Regions from separate parts of the Sus scrofa genome. Here region 1 is linked to region 2. Evidence: chromatin contacts called from public HiChIP or PLAC-seq data. All regions are on one chromosome and are shown on one strand. Each heading gives the region's core, a stretch centred on a gene start, on an enhancer-like site or on the middle of the called end of the contact. The rest is flanking DNA. Distances are from core to core; before and after follow the strand shown. Region 1 overlaps NCF4 (neutrophil cytosol factor 4). Region 2 has its middle 14 kb from the start of TST.

Evidence for each region. HiChIP or PLAC-seq counts read pairs in DNA pulled down with a chosen protein or histone mark.
Region 1: an H3K27ac HiChIP or PLAC-seq map of alveolar macrophages shows a contact between it and region 2. The contact joins two enhancer-like sites. A contact is called at or near these places in 2 of 5 promoter capture datasets (fetal liver and fetal skeletal muscle), 6 of 47 Hi-C or Micro-C datasets (alveolar macrophages, fetal skeletal muscle, heart right ventricle and 2 more) and 1 of 2 datasets of contacts at active chromatin or transcription factors (alveolar macrophages).

Annotation. Positions count from the first base shown.
Region 1 is chr5:10,892,939-10,895,715 of Sscrofa11.1, forward strand. NCF4 (neutrophil cytosol factor 4) reads right to left here. Exons shown (of 12, transcript XM_021091535.1): 4 at 1. Among named protein-coding and RNA genes, the nearest start is that of CSF2RB, 54 kb to the left of the region's middle. Within about 2 kb of position 1,348, at least 30 of the 83 cell types and tissues checked have an H3K27ac peak or open chromatin away from gene starts, as enhancers often do. A contact at or near this core is called in alveolar macrophages, fetal liver and liver, where this site is marked.
Region 2 is chr5:10,733,441-10,736,140 of Sscrofa11.1, forward strand. No RefSeq gene overlaps it. Among named protein-coding and RNA genes, the nearest start is that of TST, 14 kb to the right of the region's middle. Within about 2 kb of position 1,396, at least 12 of the 83 cell types and tissues checked have an H3K27ac peak or open chromatin away from gene starts, as enhancers often do. A contact at or near this core is called in alveolar macrophages, fetal liver and liver, where this site is marked.

The sequences.
Region 1 (2,777 bases), core at 98-2,597, 160 kb after region 2:
GCTGAGGGAGGCAGGAGGAGAAGAGAAATCAAATCCTGGTATCACCTCTGCTGTGTTTGGTGGCCCCTGGATATGAGACCCCGTGCCGAGTGAACCAATGTATCTGCAACTTCCCCTTCAACACCCACCTGTGCCAGATCCCGCTACAGACCTGACCTTGAGATCCAAGGCATTTGGAGACAGGGCCACATATCAACAGCCGTATTAGAGTCCAGCAAATCGCTTTGCAACTGTTTTATTCATCCGGAAACAGGGCATCCGGCACCCCTAACATACCAGAGCCTGTTCTAGGCCCTGGGTCACAGGTGTAAAGGAAGTTGACACACGCCTCCCAGGGAGAAGGGCTCATTACGCCCTGGTCGGGGAAACCCTCACAGAGGAGGTGACCTTTGGGCCAGATCTAGATGGACTAAATAGGAGTCCATTAGGTAGGATGGAGGAAGGGCCTTCCGGGCAGAGGGAACAGAATGTGCCAAGGGTCTGAGGCCCAGGTCTAGTGTTGGCTGGAGTCTGTTGTGATCAGAGACTGAATAGGTGGCTGAGGCCAGGCTGAGGAGGGTCTCCAGTGCCGAGCTCAGGAATTTTACAGGCAATAGGGATCCACATAAGTGTTCAGAAGAGAGTGAAAACACAACAGGATCTTGGCTTAAGGAGACCAACTCGGGCAGCTGAGTGGAGAGGAACAGGAGGGCAGAGACTGAAGGGACAGGGCCCCATTGGGAGGCCCTGAAGTGGTCCAGCCGAGAGCTGATGCGGACCCGGGCCAGACAGCGGGGACAGGAGAGGACAGACACAAGGGACATCGCCCTTGGCAGACACTGTTCCATTTTCGTGTGAGCTGCTGCTTCTTGCTAATCAAGCTCCAATTCTTTTCAGGGTGACAAGGTCCAGCCCCGTGGTGACAGATCACTATTGGTCTGAGCCAAACATAATTATCCCATTGCTGTTTCCCAGCCTTCCGTGCAGCTAGGAGCAGCCACGTGACCAGTTCATAAGAGGAACTCTGCCGTAAGACCCTCTGGGACTGTGCTTGCTCTCCTGATCCAGAGGGATGGACAAGGCCATCATGGTCTCCTCCCCCTTTCCCTTCTGCCTCCCTGGAAAGCAGGTGTGACTTCGGACCTGCAGCAGCCATATTGCATCCAGGAGGCATATCATGAGAAGGCTCACAGGACTCTGGGATGCTGGTCTTGAAGTCAGAGAGCCGCAAAACAGCTGTGGCCGACCTCTGGACTTCTTGTTATGTGAAAGCATAAACGCCTGTTTCAGCCACTCTCAGTTCCTCTTCTGTCTGCGGCCTTATGCATTTCTGACAGACACATTACTGATCTGTGAGTCACTCTAGAGTTACGGCCAGTAGGGTTTGGGGACTGTTTGGATGCAGAGGTGAAAGAAAGGGCAGTGTCAAGACTGACACCCACATGTTACCCATATTCTGACCAGGATGGGTGGGAGGGGAGCCCAGCTGAGGGACTCCATTTGGGGATGCTAATTTGAGGGGCCTCTTGGGTACCCAGGCTGAAGTCCAGCAAAAGCAGTGTGTCTCTGGAGTTCAGCAAGGATTGGGGGGGTTGCTCAGCTCGTGGGAGGGTAAGAACCAACCATATGCCCTGTGACTGGTAGTTAAGGACCCCCCCCCAAAGAAGAGCAATCAGAATGAGCAGAGGAGGGGGCTGAGAGGGACACATGCGGGAAGGGAAACTACCAAGGAGATGGGGAAGGCGCAGCTTAGGGGTTGCGGAATCCAGCCGCTTGTGGCCGGATGAGGAAACAAGGAAAGCAAACATGACTTTACTGTTGCAGCAACTGGGAAACAGGGTGGGAGTGGGGGCGGGGCCTGCCACATCTGAACCTCAGCGCCGGCCGTAATATCGATTTCAAAGGCTACACCCCCAGTCCCAGGCCCTGCCAGTCCCCATGTGATCTGGGCTGCCAGGGCTCTTGGGCCACGTCAGGACTCTGGAGGGCTGGCTGAGAGGTGACTCAGGGTGGCAGCGGGCAGGGAGAGGAAAGCCCCATTGCTCCCAGAGCAACTCGGTGGCTTCTGGCAACCTCGCCACTCACTTTCCACACACGGTTCCGGGGTTACACCCTTGGGGGAAGCTTCCTCCTCCACTTTCTCCCCCAAGACTGTGCATTTTAGGGGGATTTCACCTGCAGCTGGCTGGGGATGGGGCAGGAAGGAACCGGAGAGCTAGAAATGGCCCTGAGCGGGGACTCGGGAGGGCTGGGCAATAATAGCTAACTTCAGCTAACGACTTCCTGAGCGCCCCAGCACCAGGTGCCCTTCCGAGAGTGTCATGTTTTTTTCCAGACAAGGAAACGGAGGCTCAGAGAGGTTAACAAACTTGCCCAAAGAAGTCGAGAAGCCAGAATATGGCTCCAGAATTCTAGTCCTGAACACGGCTGCACGGGCCCTGCTTTGAAGCTCCCAACAGCCTGCTGCACGAGGTCAGATATATCCCGGCCCCTCCCAGCCTCGGTCTCCCCATCTGAAATGGCAATGATAATAATGACAGTAATTACATCATAAGAACCCCACACCCCACACCCTACTACAGCTGCTACAGCACCTACTGTAGCTCAGACACTATTCTAAGAACATGAGGACGTGGCCTCCGCTTTCCTGGGTCTCGTGGTCGAGTGGAGGCGTCCGGCAATTGTATAATCTCCATGGTCACAGATGTGGTGAAGAAAAAGCCTCTGATGTTTTGAGCGCCAGCAGGAGCCCGGCCGCTTGACAGTCCCTCATGGAATCGGCTGTGCGTTGGGCAAGA
Region 2 (2,700 bases), core at 146-2,645:
CTGTTGCTTCCGGACTGAGAGGACACAGTCCAGGGAACTCAAAAAGGGGCTACTAGTCCCGGGCAGAGCTGCTTCTCAGACCCAAAGCCACCCCTGCTCCACCCTCTCCTGTTCTATCTCTCAGATACTCCTTGCCACATCCGTCATGGGCTGTCTGTCCACCCCTCCCCACTGGCCAATGCCCCCTCCTGGAATCTGTGTCTCTTCCATGCCCCAGATCCTGGGACAAGGCCTGCCCCTGAAGGTATGTGCTGGAATTAACAGATAGGACAGGTTGCATCTGTATGTCTGTGGCGCAGGGCAGTCCTGGACCAAGGCAGTGGGAATAATGGTGCCTGCTGATTGGCTGCGGGGAAAGGGAGGCGGAGTCCAGAGAACTAGCTGCTGGGTCTGGGCACAGGCTACCTCTGAGCCGTGGCCATGCACTGAGACAGAGAACATGGAGAGAGGAGCAGGTGGGGGGCCAGCAGACAGTGGACACCGGGATCTGAGTCCAGCAGGCCCCTGGAGGCCCTGGTTCAATGCAGGGCCCCAGCTCAATGCAGTAAGTGGTTTTAGCCCTGGAATGAGTGGCATTGTCCAGAGGGAGCAGGCCCACCTGAAAGCAGGTGGAGACTCTGCAGAACACAGAGAATGACCTGGAATGACAGCTGCTGAGGAGGATTCAGAGTTGCAAGGACTTGAAGATGGGGAAGTCACAGCACAGGGGACCATTTAGTTTGGGGACAAACGCCCCCACAATAAAGTGGTGAAACAAAGCCATAGAAAGTTCAGGTACCCTCGGGACATCGTGTCCCACCCCCTGATAAGTTAATGTGTTAGAATTTGGGGTGCTTAAGATGATAAAGCTTCAGTTAACCTGAAAATTTCATCTCCTCCGGAATGACTCATTCTCTGAGCAAAACGGATAATAAAGCATCATTCTGCTCCTATAGCTGGGGTTATTCCAGGAGGAATGACCTATAATATAAAGCGCCTTAGATTGTTTAGAGCTTTACCTCATCTGACCTCACACCCACACTGTGTGTGGCAGGGCAGTTTGCTCCCATTTTCCAGATGAGGCAACTGAGGCCCCAAACTGGGTCCAGAAGGCAGATCTTCTGGGGCCTCCTGCAGTACCAGGGACTAAGTCAGTGCATGTATTCATTATTAAACCCACTTTGCGGGGTGGGGGCTTCTTTGGGCCATGATCCCCGGAGGCAGTGAGCCAGGGAGTGGACACAATCCAGTGCAGCTGACTAGACAAGGTCAGCGGAACTTCCAACTGTCCCTCATACGGAGGGGGAGCTCAGCAAATATTTGCCAAGCGAACAAAAATTTCATCACCCCTGCTCCCTGCCCTGCCTGCTCCCCCCGCCCCCGCCCGAGGCCCTGGCCTGTTGTCCGGTGTTGCAAGTTCCTGCCTGGAACACACGGGGTGGGTGGCCTGGGCACTGGCAGTGGCCAAGACCCTGCAAGCAGTGGTTAATTATTCTGGGAGTTCAGGCTTGCTGGAGGCAGGGCGGGGATCAGGGCAGCCCCAGGTCTCTCCTGGACAAATCTTGCCAATCTTGCTTGGAGAATCCGAAAGGCATGCACGCCTCCATCTCCATACTCCTGCCTCTGGGAAGTTCTCCTCTGAACATGTCCAGACCCATCAAGAATCTTCCCAGGAGGAAGCAGGAAGCCTCAGCTCAGATCAGCTGGGGTTCCTTTTTTGGCGGAGGGGGGCAGTTAGGGATGGCAAGTCTAAGGTGGGGGAAGGGAGCTTAATCAAGCCCCCTTGTTCGAATCCCACGGCTCAGCCCAAGGTATCTCCTCGGGGAGCCCCGGACATACTTGGCCGCCTTCCACAAGCTTGCCACTTGTGTTCCCAAACCCTGAGTTTTTCCCTTCTCCCCTTGGTTTCTGAAATTGGGAAGACCACCTCAGACTTGCCTTTGACCCACTGGAGAGGCTCCTACCCTGCCAGTTCTAATTCCAGGTAGGTGCCTCAAAATAGCTGTGTGCCTTTAGGCAAATCACTCAACCTCTCTGAGCCTCTTTTCCCCCTTGCAAAAGGAGTCTGTTGTAAAAGAGATCATTTCTCTATTTCTCTCCAAAAATACATCATGGGCCCGTCTCTCCTTCCTGGCTGGGAGGCTTTTTCAGGGCGGGAATGAAATTCTCAAACTCATATTCCCTCCCCTCGTCGCTGGAAGTACAGAAGGCACTCAGCACGTTGAGTAAGTACAAATCCTTTACAAAATAATAATGGGAGGAGTTCCCATCGTGGCTCACTGGTTAACGAATCTGACTAGCAGCCATGAGGACGCAGGTTTTATCCCTGACCTTGTTCAGTGGGTTAAGGATCTGGTGTTGCCATGAGCTATGGCGTAGGTTGCAGACTCAGCTCGGATCCTGCGTTGCTGCTGTGGCTTTGGTGGGGGGTGGGGGTGGCGGCTACAGCTCCAATTCAACCCCTAGTCTGGGAACCTCCATAGGCCATGGGTGCAGCCCTAATAATAATAATAATAATAATGGGAGTTCCCCTTGTGGCTTAGCAGAAATGAATCTGCCTAGTATGCATGAGGATGTGTGTTTAATCCCTGGCCTTGCTCAGTGGATTAAGGATCCAGCATTGCTCTGAGCCATGAACTTCCATGTACTGCACATGCAGCCCTAAAAAGAAAAAACAAAAACAAAACTTGGAAGTTCCTGCTTTGGAACTGTGGGTTAAGA